2 separate regions of the Zea mays genome follow, and region 1 is linked to region 2. A link is a contact called in public Hi-C data. All regions are on one chromosome and are shown on one strand. The core of a region is the stretch at or near the end of the contact, and the rest is flanking DNA. Distances in the headings are between cores, read along the strand shown. Region 1 holds the start of LOC100216677 (Vacuolar protein sorting-associated protein 20 homolog 2). Region 2 holds the start of LOC100280413.

Evidence for each region. Hi-C and Micro-C count contacts between places; a contact is called where the count stands out from the background.
Region 1: a contact with region 2 is called in a Hi-C map of endosperm, with 2.4 times the contacts expected there. The contact joins the promoter of LOC100216677 here to the promoter of LOC100280413 in region 2. A contact is called at or near these places in 4 of 25 Hi-C or Micro-C datasets (ear, endosperm, leaf and 1 more).

The regions. Positions count from the first base shown.
Region 1 is chr4:136,730,820-136,737,010 of Zm-B73-REFERENCE-NAM-5.0, reverse strand. It overlaps LOC100216677 (Vacuolar protein sorting-associated protein 20 homolog 2), which reads left to right and starts at 1,949. Exons shown (of 6, transcript NM_001143085.1): 1 at 1,949-2,139; 2 at 2,877-3,029; 3 at 3,187-3,339; 4 at 3,934-4,017; 5 at 4,518-4,689; 6 at 4,787-5,252. The coding sequence starts at 2,038. The coding sequence ends at 4,812.
Region 2 is chr4:136,230,735-136,236,763 of Zm-B73-REFERENCE-NAM-5.0, reverse strand. LOC100280413 reads left to right here and starts at 3,156. Exons shown (of 12, transcript NM_001361074.1): 1 at 3,156-3,366; 2 at 4,206-4,386; 3 at 4,473-4,499; 4 at 4,616-4,769; 5 at 4,852-4,900; 6 at 4,997-5,111; 7 at 5,291-5,382; 8 at 5,511-5,667; 9 at 5,749-5,813; 10 at 5,887-5,984. The coding sequence starts at 3,217. It overlaps LOC103653715 (a long non-coding RNA gene), which reads right to left and starts at 2,489. Exons shown (of 3, transcript XR_002268777.2): 1 at 1,686-2,489; 2 at 1,395-1,465; 3 at 799-1,224.

The DNA.
Region 1 (6,191 bases), core at 700-3,199, 500 kb before region 2:
GTGAGTCATTTCTAAAATAGTATTCTAGCCTTATCTTATTTATTTTAAGTTGTTTTCTTATTCTCTAGCACTTAGAAGATATCTTTCTCCTTGCTTTTATGATACATTAAGGGCTAGTTTGGGAACACTAATTTCCCATGAGATTTTCATTTTCCCAAGGGAAAATGAACTAATTTCCCTTGGGAAAATGAAAATCCCATGGGAAATTAGTGTTCCCAAACTAGCCCTAACGAAAAAAATCTTGAAGGCTTAGTGTCGCCACGACTCGACATCTTTCTCACGTGCAGCCGCGGTCCTAACAAATCAAGGGCTCATAGTAAAACTTAAAGTAGAAACTCGTATTTTTATAACATACATAACATATATTGCTAATAAATGTTATAGAAATAATCATCTCAAGTAAAAATATATAATATATGGCTTCCTTAAAATTTTCTTCTAACATGTCTCAATGTGAAGTCATTGACGATGACATCAATATCAGTTTTATCTGCTAATATCATCTCGATACATAAAGTAGCCAAACTATTTAGTATTCTTATCACATTTTAGACTTTATTCAATTTTTAGCAACTTCAATTTTCAAAAGCTTCTTTTAACTAATGCAATAGTCACAGGCACAATCATAGGGCGCACGTCACAAACTCGTTTGAAGCGATCAGCTAATAGATGGCGCCACACGTTAGGTGCTAGGCTACGGAAGAGGAGACACATGAATATATGTGTTGTATGGCCAAGCACTCTAAACCAGTTATTTGTCACAAGGATCACGTGCTAGTTGGAATTTAATAATAAATATGTATAGTAATACGCTACCGACCTGGCCTACTGGAGGTGGGACCCCATAGAACCGGGGGCTCGAGGCGACCGCACCGCTTGCCTCCTTCACGGACCGGCCTTGCTCACACGGTCGTTAGCTGCCCTTCAGTTGTACCCCACTACACCTCAAACATCTACCATCGTTTTATTGATAAACTTAATTATTTTTTGCTTTATATACATAAACAAGTTTATTTTTATTTTACTTTATAGATAAATAAAATTTGCTATTAAATTAGAGTTGTATGAGACATGTGTTTTATATAGAGATGGCAATAGGGCCTTGATCTTTGATTCTCCGCGGTGAATGGAGAAGTTTCTGGTGAGGACATAGAAGCATTTCTCATTCCCTTTCCCAGCAAGGACTCGTTAAACTTATATGTGACGATGTTTTCGTATAATAGTTAATGATAAAATAAATAATTACCTTGTAACTAAACAATCATTGCACAAATATGTTTATTTTGATGTACACATAATAATTTCTTACATCTTACAATGTGTATAAGTGAATGTTTTACATTAATAACAAATGATGTATGTCTTAATTATAATTTAAGTGGGATAAATTTTCGATGAGGAACAAGAATGAGAAAGAAATATACCCTGTAAACGTTAGTGGGGATCCACCGAGATTTTTTTTGTAGTGGGAACGAAAATGAGGAGCTATTCGCATAAGTGAAATTCTTGGTTATTATCTTAGCTTTATATCCTAGTCTCCTTAAACCATATATTTAATTGATTTTTATTTTTATAAATTCATTTTTTAATTAAAATTATAGAAAACTTACCATAACTACTTCTAATGTCCTCCATGATTTATTAAACAGAATGAGATGCAAACGGGCGAAAGTTAGCAAGGAGTTTAGGTCTATATTAAATGAACTCATAGACTAAAGATAAAAAAATGTATGTAATTTTAAGTAATAGGAAATAAAAAAGTAAAATTAAAATAACAATGAGACTAAAATATTATTTTAGAGAAACTCTATATTTGAAAGTATTACTATTTTAAAGAAGTCTAAACTGAAGTACAGTTACGGAACAACCAACTTGCCAGAGGACGACACGACCCAGGCCACAGACCCTGCCCCGCCGGCACCGAACGGCTACTGTAAATGTCGTGACCGTCTCGTCCCCGTCCAGTCCACCTTTTCCTCCTCTCCGACTCCACCGCCGTCACGCCATCTCGCCGGGGGCGGAACCCCGACCGCGAGTATGGGGAACATCTTCGTGAAGAAGCCCAAGATCACTGACGTCGATAGGGCCATCCTCACCCTCAAGACGCAGCGCCGCAAGCTCGCCCAGTTTCAACAGCAGGTCTGCCTCCCCCTCCCCTCGCCTCCCCTTCCGTGGCACCCTTCCCTGCCGTGAGCTACGGATGGTCCGTCATCCTCGCTTGTGTCGAATTCCGGCCGTCCTCTGTCGCGCCGTGGGATCGTGTCAGATTCGGTGTCCGTCTCGCGTCGTCGCGCGGGAGCTGCTGTAGGTGGCAATTGGGATCTGGGGTTGGATAGAGCGGCGTCGATCGATGAATCGGAGTAACTTGCGAGTTTCTAGTTTTCCAGGGAATTATCGTGTCTTGATCGGTTGGTTTCGCATAGGGTGCCCTGATTGGAGTCGTGTCACAGCACCGATCCAGGTCGATATATATGCCTCGTGATCGGGAGTGAAGAAAAATTCTCTCCTTGTAATATTCCATGCTATAGTCCAGCCAATCAACGTTATAACTGCTAATTTTGTTCGTACAGACATCAATACATCAGTTTCTGGAGCGCATTTCAAGACTCGTTTTTGCTTTCGCCACACCTTACAGTGTATTACAATAATTGGTGTTGGATTTGTGAAATTTGCTTGCTAGTACAGACAGTTTAACTTGATGTACTTGGATGTTATAGTTCATCTTTTGATTCTAGCTTAATACAACATGTTGTCATCAGGTGCTGACTATCCTGATTAGATGGTCATGATCCTCAGTTCATCACATTTAATCATTGCAATATCACCTCTGCTAAAAATATAGGAGTGTATTTATGTATGCTTCTCTTCCCTTCCAGCTTGAGAAGGTAATCGAAGCAGAAAAGGAAGCTGCACGGCAGTTGGTTCAACAGAAGAAGAGAGACAGAGCTTTGATTGCTCTGAAGAAGAAGAAAGCTCAGGAAGAGCTGTTGAAACAAGTTGACACATGGCAAATGAATGTTGAACAACAGGTTTGTAGTTCATTCAAATAATTGTTCTTTAATACCAATTAATAAATATTGTCGTGTAGGGCTGAAGTTCTACATTTCTTATTGAAGTTAAGCAGCATTGAGTTTCTTAATTTGATGTATGATAACCTGACAGAGTATTTTCGTTCGCTTGGTTTAGCTGGCAGATATTGAACTAGCAAGTAAACAAAAGGCTGTATTTGAAAGCCTGAAGGCTGGAAATGCTGCCCTGAAGTCTATACAGAATGAGATAAACATTGATGATGTCCAAAAGCTGATGGATGACACAGCCGAGGCTAAGGCTTATCAAGATGTAAGTTCAATTAGTTGTACCTGTATACATTCATTTGATCATTTCTATAGGGCACTATGCACTTGGAGTAAATCCGCTGCCAATCTCGTTGGGATTGTCTCTTCTAAGTAACTTCATTTACAGCATCCTTATTAAGATACATACAATTGCACTTCAAATCGGATGTTGCAAATATCCCCTTTGGTTTTGTTTTGCCAGCAAATTCGTATACTGTATAGGCATTGTGATAGCAACACGTCAGAGTGAAATTATGGAGTGCAAACCTATCCCGTCTGAATATATAAGTATTGCCTGCTTCCATCCAGTCGTTTGTGGCAACTATGGTTGTGTGCCTATTTTCAGATTTTCATCATAACTAGTTTTGAGCATGGTGATAATGTTGGGTGTAGGTAGTAAGTGATTAAATGTGGTTGGGACTACTGTTATCACCCTTGTGAAATTGTGACCTATATACAAGTAGTTCTACATTCTTCTTTCCTTCTAAGGCTTCATAAAAAGCATACCTTCTGTTGAATTGTTATGATGTTGCCACAACTGCAAAAGAGTGGGCCTATTTCCTTTTTAGTGACTTGTCCAATCACTTGTCGATTTCAGGAAATAAATGCTGTTCTGGGCGAGCAGCTTTCAGCTGAGGATGAAGAAGCTGTCATGGCCGAGTTTGAAAATTTGGAAGCTCAGGTTTGGCCAACAAAGCATCTAGAGTTCTTATCTGTTGAGAAGCAACCCAAAATTATGCCATTTATACAAATGAGCCTGAAAGTTCCACTTTGTACCAGATTTACTTTTCACTCTTGGTCATAAATCCACCTCTCGTGTATAAATATTGTCCTTGTCCTTGCTCAGGCTGAACCAGAAAGAAGGCCCACGAATTATGTCTAACAATCTGATTCCCTATGAATGCTAACATCACAGTAGGCATTACAGGGCTTAACCTCTGATTAGTCTCTCTCCCATGATCCTCAGCTATTCTGATTCATTTTATTTATTCACGTAAGCACTTGAAATGCTCCAAAAATGTTTTTATCTGACCTCTTTTTAGTGGCATGAGCATGACAATGTCAATGATTTTGAGCAATCACACTTAAAAGCTCCAGAATCTGAAATGAGACATAGACAGTTCTGTTTATGTCTTGCTAGTTTAAAGTCTATCTTAGTTCTCACATCGCCTTCCTTTGCAGCTTGCCGTTGAGTCTTTGCCAGACGCTCCTGCTACCGAAGTAAGGCCTGAAGAGAAAACGAAAGCTCCGGCTGACACAGAAGCTGCTCCTGAGGACATCGATGACGTTATTGAGCTTCCTGATGTGCCTACGAAAGTGCCAGAGAGGCCTGAAGCTCCAGAAAAAAACAAAGGTTTCGATCTCGTGTTATTATCCCATTCTATATTTTTATCAGGTACCCCTTTTTTTTGGTTTATATGGTGCATTGATGATATATTTTCCGCGGACAGTTTTGGAGGAGCCGCTACCTGCATAAGTGGATGGAGCTGAGATGAATACGGCACACTTTTAGTTTGCAGGAAATTGTAACATACCCACCATTTCATTGTACTATCTCATTCTCAGAATTTCATCGTGTACAGCAAGAAAAATTTGTTGTCTTTGACTATCAGTTGTCACCAGTTTGGATTTCTCAGTGCCCGTTTATTATCCTATCCTACGGGGTAAACATAATATTTTTCCATTGTGTTTCTTTGTAAGGCAGAAATGCTGAAGTCTGCAAGCACATACCTTGTTCCGTATGAATATATACGTGTGTTTTTTTTGTGCCAAAGCTGTAAAATGTACGGCATTTGTAGGTGCCATTTGTTGCTTGAATTTAATTGGTGGAGCGTGTAAGATAGAATACTCAAATCAGAGCAGTCTGTCTGTATCGAGTACATTGAATTGCCTATATAAGGTGCCTTTTTTTGTTTTTGCAGTTCTTTTTCTTTCTCCCTTTGGGTCACTATATATGCATCCTAGTGTACAATTTCGTTTCATTATAAACAAAAAAAAGGAACTGTTGTTTTGCACCAGATACACAGGTCATAAGCAGCAAAAAAAAAAAAGACTTCCCTATGGGATTTCAGGAATATTTTAAGAAACTTTTTAGTGTCTAGTCTAGCGTGCTCACACAAATTAGGAAATTGGAGTTTAGATTGTGCCAAAACAAATTAGATCTAGAATTCTCTATGCCAAGACTCATGAGAGGAATTTTTTTTCCTACAACATCTTTCTGATCCAGGACGCGTGTCTATCTCGGAGACTAGGAATATTAAAGCAACAGAACAACCGGTCACGGTTCAGAAGCAAAACGAATTGAGCGTTCGAGTCAAGCGGAAGGAGTCTTCTCTGCGGCAGCCAAAAAGAAATTCCTTTCCCGTGACAAGCCACTGGAGGAGCGTGGCGGAGGGCGCACGCAAGGCCAGTGTTTGGGGGGTGCGGACGGAATGGGAAGAGCCGTTCGGTTTAATTGCCATTTCTATTTGCACGACGCTTCTCAAAATGTTCGGCTGGGCTGGGCTGGGCGAACCCGGCTGACGGGGGAGACCTCGGATTTATTTGTGCAACCAAGTCGTCTGACCGCTGATGAATGCCGGTTACCACTTCTCGCCACGCAGGTTCACCAAACGGGTCTCCAGCAGCTAACTTTGTATGCACCCTATCTCCCGCGCCGGAGTTCCCATGCCTCCAAAAAAAAAAGGAAAGATTCCTCGGATTATTATACGGTAGATACGTAAACGCACGCGAGTGTGTGTGGGTGTGAGCATGCCGTGTACACGTGTCGTCCAAGCGTAAGTGTTGTTTTATTTGAAAGAAAAAAAACGTAAAATACGGTAATAATCTCTTCTATTCGAAAACCTGCGTACGGAT
Region 2 (6,029 bases), core at 1,907-4,406:
AATTTAAAGCTGCATGGCTTCAGTATCAAAGTATCCTTCAATAGACTAACATTTCAGATGTGTTTATAGCTAAACTGTAGATAATTCATCAACACAGAGATGAACATGATCAAATCCTCTCACATATAAGTTGTTAACTCATACAGAAGTAGCCATCAACTAATTAATAAGTAGGAAGAAGTAGGACACTGCTACAGACTAAATGTTGCAGCATTTAGCCATGAATCTGCTTCACAGTGGATTAAAAGAAAATCTCCAAATGCTTTCACTGGCAGGTCAAATAGAAGTAAAACTGGGGTCTGGGGCAGCACATTAGTAGCAGAGTTGTTTTCCAAAGGATGAAACTAAATATAAGACTTTAAGAAATAGTTCCTTTATTTAAATCATGAATTATGTTGGATAGAAAAATAGAGAGCAAATGTTTGTATGCATGCCAAATTGCAGGGGAAAATAATCAACGTAAATTATAGCAGAACACCCCAAATGTGAAAGCAAGCAAGAAGGACTGCAAAAGAAAACTGTACAAGTTAGTCTACAATGTGATAGCTCAACGCGTAAAATGCAACTTCAAGCTATAAACATTTGGAGATTATCTAGGACAAAGGATGGACATCCAGTACAATTCCTCAGCTTGTGGAATCTTAGGATTAAAGTATCAGTGTCTTGATCCACAGACACAATTGTTGGAGACTGGAGAGTGAAACCCCTAACCCTAACCCGTCTTGCAGCGGATTAGCAGGATACCGAATCATGCAAGATCCAGAATGTGCCACGCCAAAATTGAACATGGGATAGAAAATCTTTGCCGTTACCTGCACCTGTTGGCCTCTTTGCCCTGCCTCATACACTTGATGTTGTGGTCCGTGATAGTGGCTTGGATCCTTAGTCTCCACCCCCTGACAAGTGACCACTAACCAATCAGATAAGAGGAGTGTAACCTATAAACAATCTCAGAAAAGGCTAGGCTTTCTATTTAACGAAAGTTGAAGTACAAAACATATTCAGTTTTAGATGAGAGCAACTATTGTCAACTAATCGTGTAACAGTACACCAGATCAACATATGATACTCACTAAAATGCACTACATATCTAAATAAAGGCACACTAAGTTTCTATGTAAGATATATCTCATGAGCCGCTTTCATTTGCACATTGTAGGCCTGCCCCTTCATGCTGAGCTCCTTCGCAAGAGCCTTGTTGCCAACCAAGTAAGCCTGTCTAGCCTGTCAGGTGTATCCTTATGTGAATACCTTAGCAACTCATAAGATATACCAAATTTAAAAACAGTATGTTACAGATAGTGGACTCTATTCATGAAAAAAATGGACCTCATCGAACAGGTAAAGTAAATTGCAAATGTAGACTTCAGTATCCATAATGCTATAGTGCTTACCTGCTCAAAGCAGGTATTCCGGACCCTGGCAAAATCACGAGCCTCTCCCCTTGATTCTAAGTACATACTTGCTGGTGGATTGCATATACAGAGAGAAATTAATAAGCGATAATTGGATCACAGTAAAGGAACTCAAAAGTTAGCATAATTCTCCCTGATTTCTATGTATCCATTCCCGATTTTTCACTAAATGAAGAAAACAGGCAAGAGCAAAACTCATCCAAACATGAAACATAGAGGGAACTGTGCAATATGGACCAGAAAGACTTCAGAGTATCAGATGAGTATTACCCACTGCATCACCAGTCTCAAGCCATGGGGCAACTCTTCCGCTGCTGATGCTTTGAAACTTGTTCCCAGATGATTGTTTAGTGCTAGAACTGTACTGCTTGGGTACAGAAAGAGCTGAAATGCCTGCCTTTCTTGATTCTCAGTTTCCCACTGATTTTGATTCTGCAATGATATATAGAAAGAAATATGCAGAGAGAAATCACATAAACACAAGGTGAATTACGAATATCGCATGCACCTCCTCTCATTGAAATGCTCTCCGACTGATTATTTTTGTAATGATTAATCTCATTTATAGCACCCTAGGTCTTCCTTCTGGCACATGACACAGACAATTATTCAAACACAAGGGGTGCATTGCAGTTTCTGCCTCCGAGACGGCCGGCACCACCGCGGCTATGCGTCTGCATGGAGGGGAAGGCGAGGCGGGGGCATGGCGGGCACAGGGGGTTTTTATAGCAGCGTGGAGAAGGTGTGGATTGGGCCGGGGTGTTGGGATGACAGGGGCGGAGGAATAGTGGACGGGGCTGCGTACCTCCCGGGCGTGATGCGGGGATGGGCAGGCGCGCAGGGATGGCGATGGCGGGGTCGGACCTTCCATGATGGCGGGGCGTCGAGGGTGCAGAGAGCGGGGCGGGTCCTCCACACGATGCCCTTCCTTCCTTGGAGCAGTCGAGCGGGGATGGCGCGCGGGGATAGCGATGCGGGCGGGGTCGGACCTTCCATGCGTGGGGCACGACACCCTTCCTTCCTAGGAGCAGCCGAGCGGGGATGGCGATGCGAGCGGGGTCGGACCTTCCATGCGCGGGGCGTCGGGGGCGCGAGAGAGAGCGGACGACTGCAGGCAGAACCGTGCACCAAAATGTGTGTGTACGTCTACACTATTGTCTTATAGAGTAGTATATGATTAAATTAGAAAATGATAGATTCTTATTATTATAACAATTTGGCTCAATACGTGTTTATGTTAGTTTTATATGATTTTTACTAAATTGATTATTATAAAAACGTACTAAAAAGCTAAGTGTTTAATAGTCCGCACCCGTTTTAGTGGCACGAGATGAAACAAACATAACCCCAGGTCCATTGAAGAAAACCTAATACGTATCTCCGCAGGCCGCACAAAATCGCAAATATCTCCCAAGCAAACGAGTTCGCTGGACGCTCTGGCAAAAGGATTCGCAATGGATACACAACGAGCGGTCCACTCCCCGCGAGAGACGCAACCTCTGTCACCGATGCGCTTGCCAACGCTCTCATAAATATCCACTGACATGTAGGCCAATGCTTTTCAATGGGGCCTGGACCCAACCACTACCACCGAAAGCGTCAGCGACACAGCTAGTTTTTGGGTATACACGAGCACCGTATGCTCGTGTCCGATCCTATCGCCACCACCCTCTCGCCTCGCCATAAAGGGCGGGGGCCGCTAGGGTTAGCGCATCGGAATCAATCGTGTTTCTCGCCTCCACGCCGAGACCAATCCAGCCACCGCCAACTCTTTGCCTCGCCTCTCCGATTCGAGGGAACGATGGAGTGCGTCACCGATATGCCCCTCGCGACGCTGGACAGCCGACCGCGCAAGCGGCAGCGGCTCGGGTGGGACGTCGTTCCCGCCGAGATGTATCAGGTTACGCGGCCGCGGCTTGGTTGGGACGTCGGCCCCGCCGAGATGAATCAGGTATAATCTCATTTACAGTCTCCGTTTCCCTTGCCGATCTATTGTTTGGGATGTCGATTTTCCACGCGCAGCGCGTTTTGGTGCTGTTGTTCTAGGGTTAATAGTGGATCTGTAGAATAGCAGTACTGGTAACCGTAGATTGACTCGCTCTGTTGTCGATCTATCATATTACTCGCAGATTTAATACGATTGCTAGGGTCAAGTGGTTGATTTGTTCAGCTTATGATGGCTAGGGTTAGGTGGTTGATTTATTCATCGTGTGATGGGTGACCGGTGGTCAATATTGTTGTTAGGATTGTCATGTTATAGTCTGTACAATCATATATTTTTCATTATTTATTATACCTTTTTTTGTATTTATAATAATGGTTTTTTAAGCTGGTACCCTCGGTTTCGCTGGTGTGCCCATTTTTACCCTTAGTTGTGTTTTTTCTCAGTTTTGCCCTTCCCTTCTATAGCACTGGAAGGGCAAAGGGCAAAACTGAGCAAAAAAACACGACTAAGGGTAAAAATGAGCACACCAGCAAAACCGAGAGCACCACCTTAAAAAAAACCCAATAATCTGTCTGTCCTGTGTTGTGCTCTGTAGATGTTAATTTAGGAACTATAGGATTAAAGTAAATTATTCATTTATTGTTACAAGCAGTTTTATGTAGTCACCGCTGTGCCATAAGAACTTATGTACTTGTTAATGATTTTGCACAATGTTTTGAGACATGAAACACTTCCCTTTCTATATTGCTATTGTATAAACCGGCTGCGGCATGATGCTTTGGTGATTTGGTTGCTTAATAACTCAGTTCATTGGAAAATTTATTGGTTTGTCTCTCCATGTTCAGTTTGCACTTTGTGGACAAGAAGTTGTGAATGCCTTCAGTGCTGCAGTGTTGGGCCTATCTTCAGGTTGTGTTTCTTCTCAAGTCAACCAAGAGCAGCCTCATGATGGTTCCCCTCCTCTGAGAGAAGATGACAAGAATGGGCATTATGTTTTTGCTGTTGGAGATAATCTCACATCTCGCTGTAATTATCTGCCATCAGCGTCTCTTGTTGCCAATGCAAATCTGTTTCCATGGTTGGTTCTTATTGATTCTTTTCTATGCTTGCAGATAAGATCAATGCAAAAATGGGAGAAGGTCAGTTTGGATGACCATGTATTCTGAAATAGTTGATTTAACTCGCATTGGGCATGCCAATACATTCAGCAAATTTTGTCTATAACTGAATGTGTCTGGACTCTGGAATACACCAGGTACCTTTGGTCAGGTGTTGGAGTGTTGGGATAAGGAAACAAAAGAAATGGTGGCCATAAAGATCATCAGGGGCATTAAGAAGTACAGGGATGCTGCAATGATCGAAATTGGCATGCTTGAGAAGCTTGGTAAATATGGTGAAAGCAGATCCAGGTGAGTTTGCTGGTTCAGTTAGCACCTATATGCGTGCTTACGTTCATAAGATTGCTTGTATATAAGCTGGTCTATTTTGCAGTTGTGTTCAAATTCGGAACTGGTTTGACTATCGTAACCATATCTGTATTGTAAGTACATTGTTAGATTATGACAATTATGCACTGACCCAAAAATATAACCATATGGTGCTTAAACGTTGGTGAATTTGGATTAATGGTGAGCAGGTCTTTGAGAGGCTTGGACCAAGCTTATATGATTTTCTGAGGAAAAACAATTACCGCTCATTCCCAATTGCCCTAGTTCGGGAGTTTGCCAAACAACTGTTGGAATGTATAGCATGTGTGTGCACAGTTCTTTCTATTACCCCTCCTGCACTATAATGCATATACATTAGTTTTGTGCATTATCTGTGCTGCATTGCAGCCTGTCATTAATCCATTACTCATGCTTGTACTCCAGGGAGTATCTAACATCATGTGATGTTTTTGTATTTACCCTCTCTCTGTAATGTGTTGCAGTTATGCATGAATTGCGCCTCATACACACTGATTTAAAGCCTGAGAACATTCTCCTTGTTTCTCCGGAGTACATTAAAGTGCCTGATTACAAAGTATATCTTGTTCTTTTATATTTAATTCACCTACCCAAGATTTACCTTGTGCTATGCTTGTTCTTTTATTGTGTATTGGTAGCGGGGGTAGAAAAATATGGTACTGATCCTCTTTTTTCATTTGCCAGGTCTCATCCCAATCCCCAAAGGAGGGGTCCTATTACAAGCAGTTGCCCAAGTCTAGTGCTATCAAGGTGATTGATTTCGGTAGCACTACTTATGATCAACATGATCAGAGTTATGTGGTATCGACGAGGCACTATCGGGCTCCAGAAGTTATATTGGGTATCTATCGTGTCTATTGAAAAGCTTTTCCTAGTTCAGCTCGATTTGGTGATATTTTATGATTGTGTGGATCTTGTTCAGGACATGGATGGAGTTACCCATGTGATATCTGGAGTGTTGGTTGTATTCTTGTTGAGCTTTGCACGGTATGTTAATGGGACCTTGGCTTCATTTGGCATGTACAAGTACCAGGGGATCTGAGTTACCAAGGTTGTGCAGGGTGAGGCGTTATTCCAGACTCACGAAAACTTGGAACATCTGGCTATGATGGAGAGAGTTCTTGGACCTTTGCCGTACCATATGCTTAAGAGGGCAGAGTATGTTCCATACCAATGCAAGTCTGAACATCAATGCTGTGAGGT